3 separate regions of the Rattus norvegicus genome follow, and regions 2 and 3 are each linked to region 1. Evidence: chromatin contacts called from public Hi-C data. All regions are on one chromosome and are shown on one strand. The core of a region is the stretch at or near the end of the contact, and the rest is flanking DNA. Distances in the headings are between cores, read along the strand shown. Region 1 overlaps Babam2 (BRISC and BRCA1 A complex member 2). Region 2 overlaps Babam2 (BRISC and BRCA1 A complex member 2). Region 3 has its middle 11 kb from the start of Mrpl33.

Region 1 (3,007 bases), core at 264-2,763:
TCCCAAGAGCACTGTCAGGATTCGGGCTGTTTCTACAGAGTTGTCTAATGTCCATAAAGCAGACATAAAATCTACCTTCAGCAAAATTTCTGTGGGTTATTTCCTCCTATGGAGGACAGAGCTTACCCTTTTCCCTTTCCCTTCCCCCTTTTTTCCTCTTCCTCCCCCTTTTCTCCCCTTTTCTCCCCTTTTCTCTCTTTTCCCCTCTTTTCCCCCCTTTTTCCCTTTTCCCTATTCCCTTCCCTTCCCTTCATTTGTGTTAGGAGCTATGATACAAGAGCACAGTTACACTTCACATACTACGACTGGACCTTGCTGAAGGCAGGCTTCTCAGAAATGAAAAGAGAGGCTTGGAGTACGAAGGGCCTGTGCCATGACACATAGCCAAGGATGCTATGTTAAATACTATAACGGAACTCAATAATGAGCTGGTCCCCTTTATTAAACAGGTTCTTCTCTTTGGTGGACTGAGCTAAGAATAATTACTAGTCTACAGAAAGAAATCAGTTGCCAAAAATCTAGCTTTCAACTCACAGAAAGCCAAATGTTCCCTATTCTAATTTCCATCCACTGTGGCAAGATACTGAGAAATGACTAAAGTGACATTTTTCTCATATTAAAGAATGAAGAGGGCATTTTAACTGCTTCTGTGTTCTACATAGTTTGAAAACTATGATGCAAATATTCAAGAAACCCACTCAGGTAAAAAGACTTAACAGATGCCTGTAACAGGAACAGAAAGGTCCTGAGAGAAACAGAGAAGAATTAAGTGGGCAGCTATAGCCTAATTAATTAGACTGAAGCTTAAAATCAAAGGCTCAAAGCAAAATCCTGTTGTCCCTCTAAAGACTTCATGTGCAGTAGGGGAAAGGACTTCCACTCTTCCACAGCTGCCCTCCTGCAGCATACGTGTCATGGGAAAACAAGCCCAGACTTAAAGGTGTCAGGAAAGATCACTGCATTTTTGCCTTAGACCAGCAGTATGGTTTTTTCAAACTACTACCCGGAGCCTTTATAAATTGCCAAAGTATGAAATAATTTGTTCTTTCAAAGGAAGAAAGCAACAACAAGAAACAATAGTGTGTTTCCTGCCTTAGGAAGAATTTAACAGGAGCTTCCCAACTGCACTTCCTAGAGAAGTGTGTGACTGCCTCAAATGTACAGGAGAGGAGCTACAAAGGAAGACCAAACAGAACGGTCTATACGGGCAGGACAGATTTCAGTCCTAGGGCTGGCACATACACATTCAAGAAGGCTGGGGATCCTGGACCTTTGACAGCCAAATCTCATCATCTTTCTCTTTCCAGGAGATGTGTCAGTGAAGTGCGACCCAGAGCCTTGCCATGCCTACTTGCACTTGGTGGGCCTGTCCCTGCTTCCAGTGTTCTCATCTGAGACCATCCAGAACCACCTGACCAAAAAGCACATGTGCTGGCACACTCCTACATGCTCTCAACCACGAGCCCACGATATGCCATGTGTGAGTCACAGGCAGTGATGATGGTAAAAAGAAAAGCTAATATTTGGAGTTCACCAAATAATGAGTCATACTCCTGGAAGAAAAGGAATCCTTACAGCTGGCAGCTCTTTAGTATGAAATTTTTAAATTGTTGTAACATTAATATTAATTCCATGGAAGCTGGCAAGAAGAAAATGAGTGAGAAATGCGGTATTTGGTTGCCTGGTACCATATAAAAGCCCAGTTCACGCTCCAAGAACAAGAATGAGAAGGACGTCTCCTACCAACTCCCGACTTGCCTCCTACACTCACCACTGCCAAGCTACTTGCTCTCCCACACAACACTGTCTTACTAATTCTGACCCTTAAGAGTTAAAAAGAAGTCTTGCTTTCTCGCTACCCAAATGCCAAATGGGATCTTGTGGGATTTCACCTTTATAAAGGGAATGTTTGAAAACAGGCCCCTTTGGCTGTGACATCAGTGAGTTGCTGAGGCCTGCAAGGGCCGGAGGAAACATTCCCAGTCCCTTGCAGCGCTGCCGTACTCCTACGGTGCAATCTGGCAATGGCCAGGGCCCAAATCTTTAAAGCTGTTTTATGGTATTTAACATATGGTCATAAATTGCTCAGTGCTCTAAAGAGGGGCTAGATTTGCCACCCCTATTGATGAGACATGTTCTTATTTATTTAAATTTAGTGGCAAACTGGCATTTCTCCAGAGGGAGAGGGTTAGGCATAAGTACAAAGAAAGAACTAATGAGAGATGGTTTGCAGCTTTGCTGTGTACTCAACACAACCACTATCAAACAGGGGCTCGCCACTGAGGAGACAATAACAGGGAAGGAGTCCAGTACCTAAGGCTCGAGGGGGGAGAGTACAGATTTTATTCAGAACACATTTTAATTATTTTTATTTTTTTTCAGAATACATTTAAAAACTTTTAATCATTTTCTCTTTTCCCTCCAACAAGGGCTGTCTATCCATCTCTCTCTTGCCTCTGACTCTTTATTCCCCTCACAAATTAGAGACTCTTGGTCTTTACCTGAAATCATTTATCTTTGTAATTCTCTAGAACATCCCAAATCCTCTTGCAAGCATTTTCTGATTTTGCCAATTTTTTTTTTTTGCTAAGTTGTTTATTTTTTTTAATGGATGTAATTCTCCATCTTTAAAGATATAATCCTACCAAAATATTATGTTCCCTTCCCTCTACAAAACAGGACATAGCCAAAGTCAGGGGGAAAAAATGGATTCTGGAGGAAAGGTTGTGTCTGAATGACAGGTGTCGACAGGAAACATCCCTAGTGAGTTTGGGGTGTGTGTGTGTGTGTGTGTGTGTGTGTGTGTGTGTGTGTGTGTGCGCGCGCGCGCGCTCGCGCACGCGCGCCTATTATCTTGCTTAGATCTGGAATGTAAAGAGAGATTTCTGTAAGTTCCACGTTTGACAGCAGTCTGAAAACAGCATTTTTAAAACTCTACTAGGAAAGATTAGGCTGTTTATATCACACAAAAGTCTTTATAATTTTAAAATATAAAAGACTCACTCAT
Region 2 (3,007 bases), core at 276-2,775, 230 kb before region 1:
ATGTGCATGGCCGTGTTCCAACGCAATTTTATTTATGGCTACAGAAATTTGAATTCCATACAGTTTTTACAAGTTACAAAACATCATTCTTTAAATGCTTTTGTAACCATGAAAAATGCAAAAATTATTCAGAGCTGGTGGGCCATGTGCAACCAACCACTGGCTGGATCTGCCTAGTGGCCTTAGCTTGTTTCTTGTCTTAGAATGACTTGATGGTGCTACAGAGGCTGAAAAACAAAATCATCCAGGAAGAAACACAGGCAAAAGCCCAAGATGAGGATGTTAGCAGAAACAAAAACCAGGCCCCTCTGTCAAGCGTCCTTGGAACTCCACTGGTGTAGTTAGTGTCATCCCTCTATAGACGTCTTTAGGCATGGGTGAGGTGCGCGTGAGGCAGTTCATGAACCGTGGGAGTTCTTACGATGGCATTAGATTGTAACTGTGCAAGAGCGAGCTATTTATATGATTCCGAACGAAGCTTGAGGCATATTCTGGTGTTTTTTACTTCTATGTTAGGTGAAAAAGCTGCCTACAGAAGCCTGCCTCCCACCCAAAATACTAGCTGTTAGCTGCTGACTGATCCTCGCAATATTAAGATGAATCATATATGCTCTTTTCTCAGTGCAAAAAGAGATAATTTTAAAACTCAAAAAATGTCACTTTGGGTAGTCACAAACCACACAATAGAAAAGCTGTCCAGCCTTAAAGTTGTAAATAAATAGAACCCACTCCTGCATGGACAGCTTTTGCTTCTTTTAAACTGTGACGCTTTTTAGGCCTCGCCTCCAATGCTGCATGGTGTTGAAATAAGAAAATTTTGCAAGTGTGTTCTGTGCCTAGGCAGGAAGGCAGCCTTGGCTCCCCTTCTCTCTTCCCTGGCACCCCACACCCTTGACCTAAGGAACCCACGCCCTTTCTCAGGCAGCTGCCTTCTCACCTACCCCAGCCAGCCGGTGGCTCTCCTGGCTTGCCCTTGCTTGGTCTACAAGGTGCCAGCTGCCGGCAGAGCCTAGTCTCTTTCTATCACAGGAAAACACTCTGTTTCTTTCTCCTCACTGTGTAGAGAAGCAGGTATTTTTGGCCTCGATTCCTAAGATCTGTTTTATTTCTCTTGTTACTAAGCAGGTCACTGCCACCCTCATTTTCTGCAGTGTCATCATTTCCCCACATTGCCCTGTTTGGCACTGGAGGATGAACCACATCAAATGGAGGAATTGCAACCACACACTGCCTTGAGAAGCAAGCAAGCGAGACCTTAGGGGAGTGTGTGAGTGTGTGAGTGTGTGAGTGTGTGTGTGAGTGTGTGAGTGTGTGTGAGTGTGAGAGAGTGTGTGAGTGTGTGTGAGAGTGTGTGAGTGTGTGTGTGTGTGAGTGTGTGTGTGTGTGTGTGTGTGTGTGTGTGTGTGAAATGGACATTTTGGGGGCTTGTTCTCCTATAATCAAATCCTCCCTATCTTAACAATGTGGTGGTGTGTCAAAGCATTGGAATTCTGCTTCAATCAGCAACCCAGAACTTTATAGGAAAATGAAGCAACAAAATGTTGGTCTTATTGTTAACTTGAGGCTGGGCTTGTACTTAGCATGGGAGTGTTTGTTTCCCTATGGCATTCCAGCCAAACCTTCAAAGTTCGTGGGGCTCTTGGCTATCCACAGATGCCTATGGCAGTATCCTGACATCCTCAGGCATGTTTCCTCTTTACTTATTTATTGATGGTGGTGCATGAACTCATTGGTTCATGTTTTTAATTAACAAACTATCACTTGTCCTAAGTAGACAGTCTACCACTAAGCTAGATTCCCACCTTCTTCTAACCTGTTCCTAGAGAAACATCATACAGTAGAAGTGAAAGTCTTAAATCCAATAAAGCAAAGGACAGTACAGAAGCAAAGTGCTTGCAAACATTTTAGACACTACTGGGGATCCAGATTGCCTATCTAGTATGAACAAGGCTCTAGGTTCCATCTAGGCTCTGTTAGGAAACCAAACTAACCCAAACTGGCTATGTTGCTAGCAACAGTGCAGGCCTGGCTCTGGGACCCTTACAACATGTGAGAATCTGTAGTTATCACAAATGGGCCTGTCTCAACTATTTTTGCTAGTTAACTAAAAACATGTGCCCAACAAGTAAAGCATCCAGGCACTAACATAAGATGCCATGACCCCAACTGGGATGTTTAGAAGTCACATTTGATGTCTTTAGGATACAGTGCTAGGGCTGATGTGTAATGACAGCTGGCTCGTGCTCATCATCATGGAGAACAGCCCTTAGAGGCGGGGCATTCCTGTGATTTGATCTTTGTGACTAATACGGCAATTAAGCGGTTCATAAAATGAGTATCGGCATTTTTGCTGTTGTTTTGGTTTGGCTTACATGCAGTTTTGGCTAATGTTGGAATTAGCCTTTCTTGAACATCATCTGTAGACTGTATAAGCTGTCTGTAGTGCCAGGCAGTGAGTCTCTACTTTTCTCTGTCCCAGCATAGCACACACAGGTAATGTAAATGCCTTTCAGAGATTCTCTTGGAGCTGGAGGAGACAAATCCTGTAGCTAGTTCTTTTGCAGACCCATAGGACCAACTGTCCAATGGGTCGCCCCAGCACGAGGAACACCGTCAAGCACACAGAAGAAGGTATCTATCTAGTCGTCTCAGTTAACAAGCAATTGGTGTCCTCCCAATTTGGGGGATGTTCAGCATGTCCGGATCCACTTTCAAAGCCAAATCACCCATGTAATTGTATTTGCCAATTGACCTTCCTGCCCTTATTTCAAGCCCCATACTCTCCCTTTCCACAACTCCTGGTAGCTGCCCAGTAGGTCAGACCATGCTCATGTCTAAGAGCTGAACAATGCTGAAGGGAAGGAGGACTGAGACAGTCAGAGGGCTGCACTAGCGCTTGCTTAGAAGCCTCTCCTACACTGCCACCGAGACGCCGAAACCTGGTGTTAGCTGGTAACTATCAAATGAATGCTCGTGAGGCAAGTGAGTGAGGATGCTGTCACACTAC
Region 3 (3,007 bases), core at 297-2,796, 150 kb after region 1:
TTATAGGAAAGCAGGCTGAGCAAGTCATAAGTGAGTAAGCCAGGAAGCAGCACTCCTCCATGGCCCCTGCATCAGCTCCTGCCCTCTTCAAGTTCCCGTCCTGACTTCCTCTGACGATGAGCTGTGATATAGGAGCAGAAGCCGAATAAGCCCTCTCCTCCCCGAGCTGTTTTGGTCTTGGTGTTTCATCCCAGCAGTGGTAACCTTAACTAAGACACCATCTTTTTGGAGGAAGCAGCTTTGAAAGATGGCTTAACTGTAATCTGGTATACAGTTAGAAGGGGAAACCGGGTCCTCCTTCAACTAGGGATCTGAAACAAAAGGAGGCACAGCCTTTGGTAAGAGAAGTGAGCTCCTTCTCCAGCCGGAGACAAAGCCTTTCCGGAGATGCCTTCTGTGACTTGCGACAAACTCGACAAATGCGCCAGTTTATCTGGTGTTTGGTGAACTACATGGTCACCTCAGTGTAGTCTGCAGTCCCCAGAGTCACTCATTAGCTCCAGACTTAAAGGTTAACGAGAGAAAACATCTTTAAGTCGGTTGATGGCTAATGCAAAAAGGCCCCCAACCTGCTCCACTGCACTAACACCGTAATTGCGCTATTTCGGGCTGTCCAGATGATTACATTTGATTGCATGCTACTGTATATGAACAAATGTATAATCATAAAATGTGCACCTAAATTACAAGCTACCTTGCTCAAGGCTTCTTTCTAAATTTAGGTATTCGATGCCACGGAGAAAAACGAGCCAATCAATTATCAACCAAATTAATCATCTCCAAATGAGCTGATCTGGGGAAAGATTTAGAAATGAATTTTCCCACACAGAACAGAATTCTATATGTTGTATTCAACATATATGTCCCACGTGCTGGTGAGATGGCTCAGGGGGTAAGGCGCTTACTGCTCTCGCTCAAGGAGCTGTGTCTGAATGTCCATTAATTACAACAACAACAATAGTAATAGTAATTCTAGGCATGGTGGCACACATCTGGATTCCTAGCACTGGGCATGGGAAGATACATTTAGACCCTGGAAACTTACTGGTCAGCCAAATTCTGTGTACCACCACAGCTGGTTTTGTAATTTATTTTCTTATCAGTGGAAGTCAGAAGAGCATTATGAAATTAATTCTCTCCTTCTGCCTTTAACTGGGCCCCAGGGATTGAACTTAAGTTGCTAGACTCTTGTGACAAGTGCCCTTTACCCACTTGTCAGGCATATATGTATATATGTATGTACACACACACACACACACACACACACACACACACACCTGAGACACACAGGGCTGAGGCATCACCCCATCTCTCTCTCTGTGTGTGTGTGTGTGTGTGTGTGTGTGTGTGTGTGTGTGTGTGTGTGTGTGAGATTGAGTTACTGCGCTCAAGCTATCTAGGTTCTTTGGAGAAAGGAAAATGCCTCATAGCTCGTTTCTAATGGCTAGATGTGGCCTTAAATAGAAAGTGCATTCCCCAGGGTGTGTTTTGAGGCCTTTGGCACTACAGAAGAAAAGTTTGGATCTGACACATTCTGAAACCTCTGGCTGGGTCCATTTCCTCCTGGAAGAACTCATGGGAAACATGGTCTAGTGGGAGGAAGCCCTCCAATCAGACTGTCCCCTTCTGAAGGCCCCACTGTGTGTGTTCCCAGCAGACGTGGCTCCAAGTTGATGAAGTCAGTGAATGAACGTAGGTGAATCCTGACGAAGTGTCATCTAAAATTTTGGAGGATCAGAGGGTGAGCCCCATTTCAGTAATAAAGATGGAGAGGAGCAGAAGCTGAAACCTTTCAGAGAGCAGAGTCTTACAGCTGCAGCCCAGAGCAGCCCAACCCTGCTGGCCCTGCCTCTGTCCTCAAAGAATAACACCAGCTTTGCTTGGCCTGTTGCATCAGCTGCTACACTCTGCCCTTCCCTTCCCCACCCCAGGAAGTGGTAAGGAGAGTTAAGTAACAGCCTGTGAGGCAACCACTCAGGGCAGCTGGAAATCTGGGGGAGGCTGTCTCTCTCCTTCCAGCCAGGCTCCACCCAACAGTCTCTCCTTAAATTCAAATCCATGGGGGAAAAAAGTGCTCAACTGCCAGAGTCCTCCCCACTCTCCCGACACTGCTTTATCCCCAGTACCCACAACGTAAAAGGAGAAATAGGCCCCTGCAAGTTGTCCTCTAGCCTCCACATGTAGGCCTATGGTTTTTAGGGGTGATGTGCACGTGCACGCGCGTGCATGTGTGCTAAATAAACAAATAAATGTTAAAAAGTATTTTAAAAGACTTTTTTTGGACTAAAGAGATGGCTCAGTAGTTAACAGTACCTACTGCTCTTGCAAGACCCAGGTTTGGTTTCCAACACCCACATCACGTAGCTCACAACTCCAGTTCTGGAAGAGGCCGGAAGGGGGCATCAGCTCTCCTAGAGCTAGCGTTACAGACAGTTGTTAGCTGCCCTGTGGGCGCTCAGAATTGAACACAGGTCCTCTAGAACAGCAGTCAGTGAGTGCACTTAACCGCTGAGCCATCACCCCAGCCCCATGTAACCCTGGCTGCCCTGGATCTCAGAGAGCCCCGTCTCTGCCTCCCCAGTGCTGGGACTAAAGGTGTGTGCCACCTCTTCCCCACGACTTTTTCTTTTTTTTTCTTTTCTTTTTTTTTTTTTTTTTTGGTTCTTTTTTTTCAGAGCTGGGGACCGAACCCAGGGCCTTGCGCTTCCTAGGTAAGCGCTCTACCACTGAGCTAAATCCCCAGCCCCGACTTTTTCTTAATTAAAAGAAAAAGGACCTAGGACAATATACTTGCCTCAAAGGCTATATTAGCTATCATTACGTGCAAATTCTCTATTTTTAAATTACTATTGTTGCTGTTGTTACCACGAAGATGCTTGCTGACATAGGGCCTCACTCTGTAAACAGGACCAGCCCTGATCACGCGGTGATCCTCCTGCCTCGGCCTATTAAGTGCAGGGGTTACGGGTTTTCCCTACCATAACCAGATCATGTCTTTTACTAATAG

The links. A called contact is a pair of places that touch in the nucleus more often than the background predicts.
Region 2: a contact with region 1 is called in a Hi-C map of the Rat2 cell line, with 5 times the contacts expected there. The contact joins two enhancer-like sites.
Region 3: a Hi-C map of the A7r5 cell line shows a contact between it and region 1, with 2.8 times the contacts expected there. The contact joins two enhancer-like sites. A contact is called at or near these places in 3 of 12 Hi-C or Micro-C datasets (the A7r5 cell line, the Rat2 cell line and mammary epithelial cells).

Annotation. Positions count from the first base shown.
Region 1 is chr6:30,412,643-30,415,649 of GRCr8, forward strand. The region is part of intron 3 of Babam2 (BRISC and BRCA1 A complex member 2); the gene reads right to left. Among named protein-coding and RNA genes, the nearest start is that of Babam2, 53 kb to the right of the region's middle. Within about 2 kb of position 1,514, at least 21 of the 93 cell types and tissues checked have an H3K27ac peak or open chromatin away from gene starts, as enhancers often do. A contact at or near this core is called in the A7r5 cell line, where this site is marked.
Region 2 is chr6:30,182,081-30,185,087 of GRCr8, forward strand. The region is part of intron 7 of Babam2 (BRISC and BRCA1 A complex member 2); the gene reads right to left. Among named protein-coding and RNA genes, the nearest start is that of Fosl2, 140 kb to the left of the region's middle. Within about 2 kb of position 1,526, at least 33 of the 93 cell types and tissues checked have an H3K27ac peak or open chromatin away from gene starts, as enhancers often do.
Region 3 is chr6:30,563,860-30,566,866 of GRCr8, forward strand. No RefSeq gene overlaps it. Among named protein-coding and RNA genes, the nearest start is that of Mrpl33, 11 kb to the left of the region's middle. Within about 2 kb of position 1,547, at least 24 of the 93 cell types and tissues checked have an H3K27ac peak or open chromatin away from gene starts, as enhancers often do. A contact at or near this core is called in the A7r5 cell line, where this site is marked.